Linked DNA regions of Oryctolagus cuniculus: region 2 is linked to region 1. The links are chromatin contacts, called in public Micro-C maps. All regions are on one chromosome and are shown on one strand. Each heading gives the region's core, a stretch centred on a gene start, on an enhancer-like site or on the middle of the called end of the contact. The rest is flanking DNA. Distances are from core to core; before and after follow the strand shown.

Region 1 (6,654 bases), core at 2,389-4,888:
CTACCATCCAAATTTGTAAACTTGATCTTTTTTCTTGCCTTTGAATAAGGCCAGAAGAGACATGCTGGCTACTTTGACAAGCAGATTCCAGGAACGTCACCAACACGTGATTTTTTCCACCAAATCCAGCAGCCAGAACTTCACTGTTTTCTCTAAGAGAGTTCTAGTAGGGCCAGCCAGCATCCCATATCAGGTTCAGTTCAAGCCTTGGCTACTCCTCTTCCAATCCAGCCCCCTGCTAATGCAGTGGCCAAGAAAGTGGTGGACAATGGTCCCAATACTTGGGCCCCTGCCTTCCAGGTGGGTGATCAAGATGGAGTTCCTGGTTCCCAGTTGCAGCCTGGTCCAGCCTGGCTGTTGTGGCTATTTGGGGAGTGAACCTACAGGTAGAAGATATCTCTCCTCCTCTGTCACTCTGCCTTTCAAATAAATAGAACCGTGAGTTTTTCCCATCTTTGCTTAGCTGGACCCTGACTCACCTCTGATGGCAGAACGTGGCTGCCTGGCCTCCAGCACTCTTCCCTGGCATGGGAGGCACCTCCGAAAGGGTTGGCCTCTAGGACTGTGCCCAGATGGCCTTTCTTGTCCTGCTCCAATGCCGCTTATGGTCCTGTGGGTACTGTGGAGCTTCCTGCCAGGATGAAGACCCGACAGGCGCCCATGCTGCTGGCGTGCGGGCCTGAGCGAGCGAGCGAGCGAGCGAGCGAGAGAAAAGGAGAATGGGGATGTTGAGATCTGTCTCCATAGCCCTGTCCCCTGAACCTAAGGGCTTCCAAAACCACTGGTTGACCACATGCTTGGATGAAGCCGATCTCGTGATTTCGAAGCAACCAGAGGGGACAAGGCACCTGGCCTAGGGCCTGGGCCCAGGTTAGGGATAGAGGTTGGGGTTCGCTCCCTTCACTTTCCTCTGCCCTCACCCAGACCTGAGCCTGCCGGGAGCCCTGCAGGGACACTGCAGTGGAGGCCGGATCCTGCTGCCAGCTCCTGACCCTGCCCTCAGGGCACAGCCCTGGCTGCAGGGCTCTCCCTCCCCTCTCCTGGCCCACGCAGAGGCTAAGTCAGGACAGACGCCTGAGGCACAGTGCCTGTCACTGCCCAGTCAGCCTGCTCTGCCCAGCACAGGGCAGGCCGCAGACCCCAGGGCGGGTCCTTCCCCCGGCCTCCAGCCTCCGGCCTCCGCACAGGCCACTTTCACTTTCGGTTTTCTGCGAGGAAGCAGAAGGGCCGGGCCAGGCCAGGCCAGGCCAGGGGCTGCAGCTCCAGGGCAGACAGGGGCAGGGGGTGGGTCAGGGGGTCAGAAAGCCTGGCTCCTGGGGGCCTCCTGAGCAGGGGGAGAAAGGGCATCGGCCACCTCTGTGTCCCACAGCCAAGGGAGCAAAATCTCGGCCGGGAAATCGTGGGAGTGAGCCTCAGGGATCCTGCAGCCCTGGAGACCCTCAAGGCCGGCCCGATCCTCACCTTCCTGGATCCTCACTCTGGGCCAGGAAATAAAAACAACTTTAAAAAGCAAGCAAAAAACACCCTGCAGCCTTGGAGTCCACCACAGTGGAGCATGCCGTAGCTCTCCTGTCGCGCCAGACATCCCCATGTCCCCGAGGCCTCTAGTGGCAGAGTCCTGAACAGTCCTGTCTGCCTAGGGGGAGACTGAGGCACACGGAGCCGGGCCTGGAGAGGAAACACGGCTGGCACCTCCAGCATGGTCTCCCCAGTGGTCCAAGACATGCTTAAGGAGAGGAATTCTCGGGGCCGGCGCTGTGGCGCAGTGGGTTAAAACCCTGGCCTGAAGCACTGGCATCCCCTATGGGCGCCCATTAGTCTGGCTGCTCCACTTCCAATCCAGCTCTCTGCTATGGCCTGGGAAAGCTGTAGAAGATGGCCCAAGTCCTTGGGCCCCTGCACTGGCATGGGAGACCTGGAAGAAGCTCCTGGCTCCTGACTTTGGACTGGTCCAGCTCTGGCCATTGCGGCCATCTGGAGAGTGAACCAGCGGATGGAAATCTCTCTCTCTTGCTCTTGCTCTCTGCCTCTCTGTAATTGTCTGCCTTTCAAATAAATAAATAAATCCTTAAAAAAAAAAAAGGAGAGAAATTCTCCTGCTGTAGCTTCCTCAGAGGAGCCAGGGCTGTTTCAGGAACAGGCACAGGGAGGGGACCCAGAGCTGACAATTACCGGGGAGAGGGGCCAGTGTCGCGGCGCAGTGGGAGTACTGACTGGCTCGAGTCCCAGCTGCTTGGCTTCCGATCCAGCTCCCCACGGATGCCCCTGGGGAAGCAGCGGAGGATGGCCCAAGTGCTTGGGCCCCTGCTTCCCGAGTGAGAAAGCTGGAAGAAGCTCCTGGCTCCTGCATTTGGCCTGGTCCGGCCCTGGCTGTTGCAGCCATTTGGGGAGTGAACCAGCAAGTGGAAGATCTCTCTCTGTAACTGTGCCTTTCAAATGAAAGTAAATAAATCTTTTTTTTTTTTAATGGCATAATGGGCAGGCTTAGGATGCCTACATTCCATTAAAAAAGCTAACACCGTGAGAGAATGAGAAACGTCTTGCGTTCACTCCTTTCCCAGCAGGTGGGTCAGCTGCCTCAAGACACGGAGCTAAGGACCGAGAAATCAGGGAGGTGGAGACTTCTGCTGTTTTCAGGACAGGCACTTCCCCATGGCGCCCATCCCTAGGAATGCACACACACACATGCACGCATGCGCACACATGCACACACGCATACACATGCATGTGCACACACGGACACACATGCATATACACACATGCATATACGTGGGCACACACGCATACATGTGCTCGCACACATGCACACTTGTGTACACACGCGCACACGCGCACACGCGCACGTGCACACACACACTGGCCTTCCCCGTGCATGCATCCTGCATGGTATCAGACTCCCCCCATCGTGTCCGGGCTGCTGCTCTGGGTGCTGAGGATTCTGTTGGACCAAACAAAACCGTCTGGGCTGCCGATGAGCTTTCGTGGAGGAAGGGAGGTGGACAGAAAAGCAGTAAACACAGAGTGGGCATTGATCCTAGCACGTGAGCCACACCCCCGTCCCGTATCCGAGTGCCGGGTTCGAGGCCCCGCTCTGCTTCCAATCCAGCTTCTGCTGATGTGCACCCGGGGAGGCAGCAGTTGATGGTTCCTGCCAGCCACAGCCAGGCGCCTTTGGCTTGGCACAGCCCTGGCTGTTGCAGGCATTAAGGCAGCGAACCATAGGATTGAACAATCTCTCTCCACCATTCAAATAAAATGAAAATAAATTTTGAAAAGCAATCTAACGAGAAGTACAAAACGAAAGGGGTGATTTCGGAGAGTGGCCCACGGTGGGAGGGCACTAAAGCAGAATCGTGGCACAGAACGCACCCGGCAGAGCGCCAGCCTCGCTGAGGGCGTGACATTTACGCTGGCCTTGGGCAAGACGAACGCGCTAGGAGCCGAGGTGCCAGGACAGCCGGCTGCACCCACGTGGCCCCGCTGAGGTTTTTAGTAGCTCTGCCTTTCACTGTCAAGGGTGGCGGGGCAGAAGATCAGTTACTGCGATGAAGGCTTGAATTTATTCTCGGAGCAGCGGGAAGTCAGGGGAGGAAATGATGTAATTGATGTTTTGAGAAGATCTCACTGACTGCATTCGATGAGCAAGAGGGAGGCAGGGCCAGGCTGGGACGCGAACATGCCCAGTTCGCAGTGGGGGCCCTGGCGGGTGGAGAAGAACCTCCAACAGGCACCCCCAAGGATCTTCCCCACCCCACCCGCCAAGACTGGGCCACACTGCGGAGGGCAGCCCTCACCTCTGCTGCTCCGCGCCCCCCCCCCCCCCACGCCACGGTGGGCGCCCGCCCCTCGCAGCCCAGCGCCTCCCTGCAGGAAGCCGGCTGGCGGCGCCTGCTGCGTGACCTTGGGCTGCGAAGTCCGGCATTCGCAAAGTCAAAGCGAGCCACTTCCTCCTCCCCAGCGAGCTGGCGGGCGGGCAGCCGGCCGCCACTCCCTGCCCCCTCGCCGCTGGCGCAAGGCGGGCGCTGGCGCGAACGCGCTCCGCATGCTAAGGGCTCGCGCCCGTGCCTGGCCGCCCGGAGGCGCGTCTGTCACCCGCTGCTGACTCAGCACTTCTCGGGAAGGCTTTCCCTGCGCTTTGGAGGAGGAGGCCCGGAAATGAGGCTGCGGCTCCTCCTCCTCCTCCCCTCGGCCCGCAGGGGCACGCGCCAGCGTGTGTGTGTGTGTGTGTGTGTGTGTGCGCGCGCGCGCGTGCACGTGAGTATTTGCTGAGTCCTGGGTGTGTCTCTGATGTGTATTTATGTGTGTGCCTGGCCCGCACGTCTTTGCATGTGTGTCCTGGCCACCTGTGCCAGCCTGTACGTTTGTGTGTGTCATACATGTGCCTGGGAGCGTGTGTACATCAGCTCCTTGGCGCTTCCCTCCTCTCTCCCTCAGTCCTTGCTTCCTCCCCTGTCTTCACCTTGACCCCCAAGGTGACCCTGGGGTTTCTGAGGCCACAAGCCACACATCTTCCTCCCGGGCACCTCCCGCTCCTGCCGCACAGTCTGCCCCCAGCCCTCAAATCGCAGGAGCTCAGAGGCTAAAGGCGCAGACTCTGGGGTCAGCCAGATCTGGGGGACAGGCCCAGCTCTGCACCTGCCGGCGTTGACCTTGAATGAGATGCCCACCTTTCCTGAGCCTCACGTTCCTCGTGCTTGGGGCCATCATATCTCGCTGGAACATCCTCAGAGGATGGAGTTCAGCACGGCACAGCGCGCCTGTCGCTTAGGGCCAGGGCCAGTGTCAGGCCCACAGCCAGGGTCCGGGCAGCACCCCCTCAAGGACAAAAGTACTGCACAGCAGCTGACTTGGCTGCTGGGGACTGTGATTGGGAAAGGGGCGGGAGCTTCCTGCCTGACAGCTACTGCCGGGAAAAACAAGTGGTGACCTGATTTAGTGTTTCTCGAGCGGCTGGGAGGGAAGTCACAGGTGAGGGGTGAGGGGCTGCCCTCGGGGCCTCCAGCTCCGCCCAGCCTGCACCCTAGAGCAGTGTGCGGTGTCCCTGGGAGACGGTCCTTTTGTTCCGTCTGCTTCAGCCCGGGAAGGAGATTCTCAGCAGCTCCATTTCGCAGCTGGGCACAGGGAGGCCCTGGAAGGCCAAGTCCCAAGGTCACAGGGCTGACACACAGCAGATAGAACCCTGGCGCATCAGCTGTCCGTCAAGCACTCCCGGATGTGGACACCGCCCGCCAGCATCAGCATCCCGTACCAGAGTGCCTGGGCTCCAGTCCGGACTCCGTTCCCGCTTCCAGCTTCCTCCTGTGTGCACCCTGGGAGGCAGTGGTGACGACTCAGGTAGCTGCGTCCCAGCTACCCACACAGGAGACCCCCGCTGAGTTCCGGGCTCCTGGCTTGGGCCTGGCTCAGCTGGCTGTTTAAGGCATCTGGAGAGTGAGCCAGCAAATCTGATCTCTCTCTCTCTCTCTTTCTCCCCTCTTTCTGTCTTGTAAATAAAATAAATAAATATTTAAAACAGAAGAGAAAGGAGACTGCAGTGGCAGGGCGTGCCACAGAGCTTCCTTCATGCCCACGCAGGGACCTTAGCGCTGAGCTGGAGACGGGACCAGGGTTCCCTGCTGCTCAGCTCCGGCCTGGACCCTTGGGTGAGGCCAGAGCTTTCAGGGCCTGCGCACGGCAGAGAGAAAGGGGCGACAGCGTCTCCGGCCTTCCTGAGTCACAGGGCTGCCCCGGCATGCAGTGGGGCCTTTGCAAAACAGACGTGCCCATTTCTGCCCTGACAGCGCCGGGCGCGCAGTGGGCAGCTGTGGCCTGTCCCTACGTGGGGGTTAAAGTGGCCCAGCTACAGTGACTCACCCACTTGCCCAGCCAGCTGAAACCCTGGCCCAACCCCGCTACTCACCAAAGCCCCTGGGCCTGGCCGTCTAACCAAGAAGCATGAGAACTCTGGCTGGGACAACAGGAAATAAACAGAGGGCCACAAGACAGCCTCATTGGCAGCTTGGGAACCACCTGCCTCTGGGCTTCCGAGGGTGTGACTTTATTTATTGAAGTGGTTTGAGATAGGTCTTTTGTTCTTGCAGCCAAAAGCAACCCCCCCCCCCCAGGTGTGAAGGGGATATAGGCCTGTGGCCTGCTGGGGCTGTGATCCTTAGCTCAGGTGGTCTGCCCAACACTGGGCTCTTTGCACCTCTCCTGGAGGACTCTGGGGGCCCGGGGTGGTGGTGGGGGAGCAGAGGAAGCCTGTTGAGAGCAGGTGTGGAACCTGAAGCTGGTGGGTAGCACGCCTGAGTGAGGAGAACCCAGAAGGGGGCCTCCCCAGGAGAACGGGGCCAAATTCCAGCTGGGGTGGAAAACCCTGCAGAGCACACAGCTTTTCCAGAACGGAGCTTTTCCGTTACCAAAGAGCATGCATGGATGCAAGAGATTCACTGCCGCTATGTCCAATGCAGGCCAAAGCCAGGAACTGGGAACTCATCCAGATCTCCTCTGTAGGTAGCAGGGACCCAAGCACGCGGACCACCGCCTGCTGCTCTCACGGTGCCCGAGAGCATGAATGGAGCCGGGACTCCAACCCAGGCACTCCCATACATCTCAAGTGGCGTCCTAACCACTATGCCAAACTCACACCCCAATTTTATTTAAAAAAAAAAAAAA
Region 2 (6,654 bases), core at 1,406-3,905, 50 kb after region 1:
CGGGGGAGGGGGCGGACCCCCCGCCGCGTGTCCCGGCGCCGCAAAGCCCCCTGCGGTCATGGTGAGCTTCAAAGCCTCGCTCTGGTTCGCCATCCACTGCTGCCTCTGCTGCTCCTCGCCCAGCTTCAGCGCGCCCTCAGCCGAGTCTGGGGGCTCGGGGGACGCCTTCCTCTTGCGAAGGCTGGCGGCTGTGCCCCGGCCCGAGGGCGCGGCTGGCGGCAGGGCCCCCGTCCCCGGAGGCGCGCTGGGGGCCCGACTCAGACTCACGAGCGCCGTGGGCAGCATGGGGCAGCTGGCGTCCAGGTAGGGCTGGGGCAGCATGTCGGCGCCGGGCACGCCCTCTTTGAAGAAGCGCACGGCCTCGGGCAGCAGGTCCCCTAGCAGGCGCCAGTCGCCAGAGCCGTGCTTCTTCTCGTACTCCAGGTACTTGAAGCCGGAGGAGAGGCCGCGGCCGAAGTCCTTCATGCAGTCCTGGTACATCTGCTTGGCCACCCCGGACGCGCTGGAGTACACGTTGCCGGAGCCCGTGGGGTACTCGATGAAGAGCTTCAGCTCGTAGTCCATGCCGGGCTTGGAGACGGCGTCGAAGGCGAAGACGCGGCCCAGCAGCGAGTGGTCCTTCTTGAAGCGCACCTCGTACGGCGTGCAGCCGGCCAGCGTGAGCAGCGTGTCGCGCACCATCTTGGGCTTGCTGGCCCACTCCTCGGCGCGGTTGCGCAGGCTCTCGCTCAGCTCGGCCAGGGCCTCGGCGTTACGCTGCTTTTCCTTGAGCTCCCGCTCCTGGTCCGTGCTCGACACCGAGCCGGGCCTCTTGGCGCCAGCGCCCACGCCCACCTCAGCCACAGACGACGAGGTCGAGGACGACGCTGAGGACGACGCGGCCGCTACGCCCGCGGCGCCGGCCAGGCAAGCGGGGCCCCCGGGGGCGCCTGGGGGCGCGGGCGTCGGGGGTCCCCTGCTGCCGAGTCCGTGGGGCGGGGGCGGCGGCAGCACGGCGGCGCTGGTCGGGCCATTAAGCAGCGTCTGCGGCAGCAGGTTGGGGGGCACGGTGAGCTGGGGCCCCCCGCCACCCCCGGGGTTGGGGAGCCCCGTCACCAGCCCACTGTGCGTGCCACGCCGAGACGCCGCCGACGCCGCCGCCGCCGACGAGGAGTTGGGGCTCTGCCGGTTCAGCTCCGGGGGTCCCTCCTCTGGCGCCGGCTTGGGGAAGCCGTTTGGGCCGCCCAGGCCGTTGGGCAGCCGCGCGGTGTGCCCGCTGCTGCCCAGGCTCACAGGCGGCGGCGGATACTCGAAGCGGGTGCGCTGTTCCACCGCGGCGGCAGCGGCGGCGGCGGCGGCGGCGCTCAGGCCGTAGCGCTCCAGGCCGGACGGGGCGGCCAGCACCGCGGGCTTGCTGGAGGCGTCGACGTGGTTGAGCTGCTGCTGTTGCTGCTGTTGCTGCTGCTGCTGTTGCTGCTGCGCGGCCGCCGCCGCAGCTGCCGCCGCCGCCGCCGCCGCCTCCTTGGCCGACAGGGCCACCGTCTTGACCCCGACGGGCGGCGGCGGCCCCGGGGAGCGGCCGTCCTGGAAGCAGCCGTGCGCCCGCTTCAGCTGGCGCGCCGTCTCGATCACGAACTCGATGCGGTCGGCGCCCTCGTAGTTGACGCATCCGCGGCATACGGGTTCCGAGAAGTCCCAGATCATGGCCCAGGGCATGCGAGGCAGGTCGCACAGGTAGCAGGATTGTCTCCGGGACGAGGACACCTGCGCCGCCGACATGATGCCGACCCTGGGGAAGGTAGGCCCCCGCCCGGGCTGGTTCCGCGGCGCCTTCTCCGGGAGGACGGGCTGGCCGGGGAGGGAGTCCGGCTGCGGGGGAGGGGGGAGGGGGGGCGAGAAAGTTCTGCCCCGGGGGCTGGAGGCAGCGCGAGTCTCCGCCGCGGGCGCTGCGCCTCTCCGTGGGGGCTCCACCGCCGGGGCGGCGGACACGCTCAGCCTGCTGCTCGCCCCCACCTCCTACTGCGGCGGTCGTGTCGGGAGAGGGGCGAGGGCGCCTTCTTCCTGGTGCCGCGGACCGAGGGTGGAAGCTCCGGGCCCGGGGGGAGGGGGCGAGGGTGCCCCGTGCTGGCCGTCGCTGCCTCTTGGCCCCCTCCCCGGCGCGGCCGCTGCGTGGAAGCTGCGAAGGGGCTGCCTCTTCCTTTCCCCCGGGGGGCCCCCCTGCGAGCCGCGTCCTCTCTCCCCGCCGGGCTCCCCGGGGCGAGGGCTCGAGGGCTGTGCCACCCGGTGCCCAGATCCAGTCTTGCTGAAGCCGCTGCTTCCCCGGAGGGCCGGGGCAGGGGGTGGCAGCCGGGCGAGGCGCTTCTCCCCTCCGCAGCGTCTGCCGTTCCGCGGGCGGCGGCTGGCTCTGTGCGCCGGAGGGAGCCGCCACGGCCACCGTTTCCAGGACGCACACGAGCCGAGGAGAGGGGCGCACGCACGCAGGCAGGCAGGCAGGCTCCCACCGCCCCCGGGCCGCCGCGGCTGGCGGCGCTCACGTCGGCTGCAGGGCGCTCGCGCGGCGCCTCGGCCCGGGTCGCATCCCTTCCCGCTCGCGCTCGCCCGGAATGTGGGGTTGTGATTGTTACTCTACGTTCCGGAGGCGCGTCTCGGCGCTCCTGCTCGGGCTGCGGCTCGCGCTGTCCCCGGCTTGGCCGCGCGGGATGCCGCCCGGGCGGAGCGCTGACGTCACCGCCATGCTCTGCACCAGTCCCCCCCCCCCCTTTACACTTCCTCTGTCTGTGGAGCCCACTTGTTGCTCTGGAAGGGCGCATGCGCGGCAGGACGCCCAGATTCCTCCCCGCCGGCCCCTCCTCCGCGCCGCCGCCCTCCCCTCCCCCTCGCCGTGTGTGTGTACGACCTCTGGGGCTGGGCGAGCTGAGGCTGCGAGTCCGGGGCTGGGGGTGGAAATGAAACAGACGATGACCTTTCCTCTCCCTGCTCGGCTTTCCCAAGTAGAAACGCCTGCAGGAACCGCAGGCGTGGTTGGCGATCCGCGTTCCCCTCCCCACCCCAGGCCCTCATTTAAATGTCCTGTTTCAGGATTTTCGCTGAGAATTTCACATAAGGTGTTACTCATTTCATCTGCGATCGAACCCCCACCCCACCCATTCCACCTGCAGTCGCCTCGCCCCTCCCTCCCTCCCTGCGCACGGGGAGCCGCCTCGGCACCACTGATGCCGAGGCACTTGTTAAATTAGCTGTTTTCCAGTCTTCCAGAAATCGCCTTTGCGATGTGTTCTTGTGCCCTGCTCTAGGAACCCGAGCTTCAGTGGTGGCGCTAAATGAATTCAGGGCGAGCCACCCCTCCCCCGAGCCGAACTATGAAAATTCTGGCTGAATGTCTGGAGAAACTACGAGCGCCCGGAGGCCTTTAAGGAAAACAGTCCGGTCCGCGGGCTGCGCACAGCTGCGCGGGAGGGCGGGGAGGGGAGGGGCCGGAGACCAAACAGGTGAGTGCCTTTTCCGGGTTTGTGAAAGCAGGTGGGGGCAGCATTTGGTAACGCTGAGAGCTTTTTTGAAGAGTAGGGCTGCAGCCTTCAAGGGCTCTCACGTGCTGCGATTTTATTCTGTAGTGCCCCAGAAGGCTGAGTAAGGCCATGATTTTTTTTTTCTTTTACAAGATCATTGCTCATCATTATTGCTTATTGCAGAAGAGATATGTCATAGCTCTAGTTAAGGCATTTCAATGGATTTTTTTTTCTAGTTATTAGGTCTGCTGTTTTTATTTCGTGAGAATTGCAATGGCCCTCCCTGCCCCCAAGCTTGGAGGAGGTGAGGCACTGTGATGAGAGTTCAGGGTCCAGAGTGTAGCCCACCTGGTTAGAATTTCCTGTCACTCACTGCCTTTGGCACTTTGAACTAGTTACTTACAGAACTCCAGTTTTCCATCTGTAGAATGGAGTGACAGCTGTCAACCTGGGGGATTCTTTGAGCTTCCAATGTGTTTCTCATCGTAAGCTTGCGGTTCAGACACTGCACTCGGGAGTTTACTTGCTTTGCCGTTAATATGCCCTCCATTGAGAGTGTATTATCTACATTATTAAGGTTCCATTATCTATGTTATTGGACCCTTCTTATCTACAAGGGAGATTGTGTTAGTAGCCCCATCTTGCAGACCAGGTAGGTAAAGAGGTTAAATAACTTGCCTGCAGCCAATGGGGATGGCTCTAAGTGCAGTAACTCGGATTTATGACATGGCTTTCAAAAGCTAGGGCTGCAGGAGGTGCTTTGGGGTGCTCAGAATTCCCATCAGCCCCCATTCTTGGTTGCAGACAGTCTTTGATAAAAAGGTATGCAAAGGCTCCTTCCTAACGGGCCCCCAGCCTCCCCTTCTGCCAGGACTGTGACATAAATATCCCATGCAGTATGTGGAGCCCAGGAAGCTGTCAGCACATTACGGTTAGTATTGGTATTGATACTGTTACTGTTACTGATTAACGCGTGAAAGTGCTTTGTTAACTGTATAAAACCTAAGAATCATTCTTACTGCTGTTGATTATAATAAAGTTAAGTTGAAGCAACAAGAAATGCTTATATTTGTATATTTCCACCCTTGACCTCTGGAGATATCCCCCTGTCCAACACTCTGCAGCACCCCCCTCCTACTCACCGCAGGGGAGGGGGGGTTAGGGATGGGGAGACAGGGGAAAGGAAGAGCCCTAGGGAGCCGCCTCTTTCCTCTCAAAGCAGCCAGACTTCTGTTTTTGCAAAACAGTGAGCTCACGGTGCACTCCCCAGCAATAATAAACTCTCCCTGTCCTGCTGGCTCAGAGCAGTGGTTCCTCTGGTAAGAGCCATGCCTCAGCCTCCCCCACCACACCATCCTGGAGCGAGTGGCAACCTGGGGCTCCTCGGCTCAGCTGTGTGACCCATTTCTTTACCTTAATATTTATTCAGCCCTTCCTTTGATTAAACCAGAAATGCTGGGGAAACGGTGAACTAGCCACAGCCCTCTAGCCAGGCTGCTAGAGAAAGCGAGTTGGAGGCTGTGTCCGTGTTATGTTTGATATGCACACACATATGTGTCTCCCTGTCTCTGTCTTCGATGTTACTGAAGGAGACACACACACACACACACACACACACACACCAGCATCTTCAAGCAGACGTCCATGGGCGTTTAAACAGACTTTTCTTAGGCTCTCATGATCCTCTAATTTAAAAAGCACCGCTCTCTCTTTACCCTGCCCCCTCCAAGAATCCCCATCATTTCTGTTGATCAGTTGCTGCTTAGCTGCATAACCGAGGTGGAGCTGTTTGGGGATGTGTCAGAGAGATTGTGAGAGAGATGGAGCCCTCCCCCGCCAACACGCACTGATGTGGGGGTGCTCAACCTGAGAAAGCCTGGCAACAGATCTGCTCGAGGTGCCCGCACGGTGCCCCCAAGTGCCTGCTACTGCGGCTGCCTCCCTCTGCTCGCCGCCTGAGCTGGCAGCCTCACCCTGCCGTAAACTGGAGCAGGTCAGCTCTCCCTTGCCCTTTCCCAAGCGCCCTCGCTCCACGTTTGGGGTGAGAAGGTCGCTGGGCGCCTACACACTTGCAAGCTCCCTGCAGCCTCCCCGCTCTCGCCCCCCGCCGTGTTGTGGCAGAGATGGGGGCAGGGAGGCGGGGTGCTCTGGGCCTGGCATTCCCGCAGCCAGCTGGCTCAGCCTTCGAGGAGGCCCGGGCTGAACCTCGCGTCACCCCGCTGCAACGCGCGCCGCCAAGCGCTCCGGCGAGAGAAAGGCCTTTTTTGGTAACACTCAGCCCCGCGGGAAGCAAGACCCGTTCTTTGGCCTCTGAGAGCCGCCTCAGAGTGGCTGAAAACAGACGTCTGCGCTGAGCCCTCCTCTGGCCTCTCCAGGGTCCCGGATCCCCGCGCGCCAGGAATCCCGGGGCCGGCCTGCGCCCCAGGCCTGCAGAGCCGCGCAGAGGGGCTGCGGAGGAGGGTGGGGAATGGAGCAAGGTGATTTCCACTTGGACTCCTGGGCCAGGTCCCTGACGGAAGTATTTGCCTTTCCCTAAAGGATTAATCCTGTTTGGGGCTGTGTTGTGTTGTTTTGTTTTTTAAGCATTAACTTAGGCCAGGGCATAGGGTTACGCAAGTACCACTCGAGCGTGAAATCCCAGGAACAACGTGATTCGCTGAGAAGCCCGGGGGAGGGGAGCCAGCGCCGCCCGCCAGGACCTGCCCAGCCTGGGGCGCGCGGGCAGCCAGGCGCTCCGTGCAAAACTGGGTGGAAGGAAAGGGAGGGCGGGCGCAGTGGTTGGTGCTGGCACAGGGGCCGCAGCCGGCGATCGCGATCGGATCTCCGACTGCTTTCTTCCTGGAGGGGCGGGGAACAGCAAGAGGAAGAAGGGCGGGTAGGGGTGGGGAGAGTCGCGTCTGGTTCCTGCCTCCTCCCTGCTTCCTCTCCTTGCCCGCGTGCCAGGGTACCGGGGAGCCCTGCGCTGTGCTCAGCAAAAAGCTTTAGTGGTTTTTTAGGTCCAAAAATAAGAGACAGAGAGGAATAAAAAAAAAAAAAAAAAAAAAAGAGTCCCAGAGTAAGCCGCCCAGGGAGCAGGCCTAGAGAGGAAAACGCGGGGAAGAGCAGACAGGGGTGCCATTCAGCGATCCATTCGGTTTACAACAAACACCCCCAGCCCAAGAAACCTGGA

What was found. A called contact is a pair of places that touch in the nucleus more often than the background predicts.
Region 2: a contact with region 1 is called in a Micro-C map of ear pinna, with 2.4 times the contacts expected there. The contact joins the promoter of IRF2BPL here to the enhancer-like site in region 1. A contact is called at or near these places in 3 of 6 Hi-C or Micro-C datasets (ear pinna, psoas muscle and an unstated tissue).

The regions. Positions count from the first base shown.
Region 1 is chr20:22,764,868-22,771,521 of mOryCun1.1, forward strand. No RefSeq gene overlaps it. Among named protein-coding and RNA genes, the nearest start is that of IRF2BPL, 51 kb to the right of the region's middle. Within about 2 kb of position 3,639, at least 6 of the 8 cell types and tissues checked have an H3K27ac peak or open chromatin away from gene starts, as enhancers often do. A contact at or near this core is called in ear pinna, where this site is marked.
Region 2 is chr20:22,816,302-22,822,955 of mOryCun1.1, forward strand. It overlaps IRF2BPL (interferon regulatory factor 2 binding protein like), which reads right to left and starts at 2,656. Exons shown (of 1, transcript XM_008272001.3): 1 at 1-2,656. The coding sequence starts at 1,758.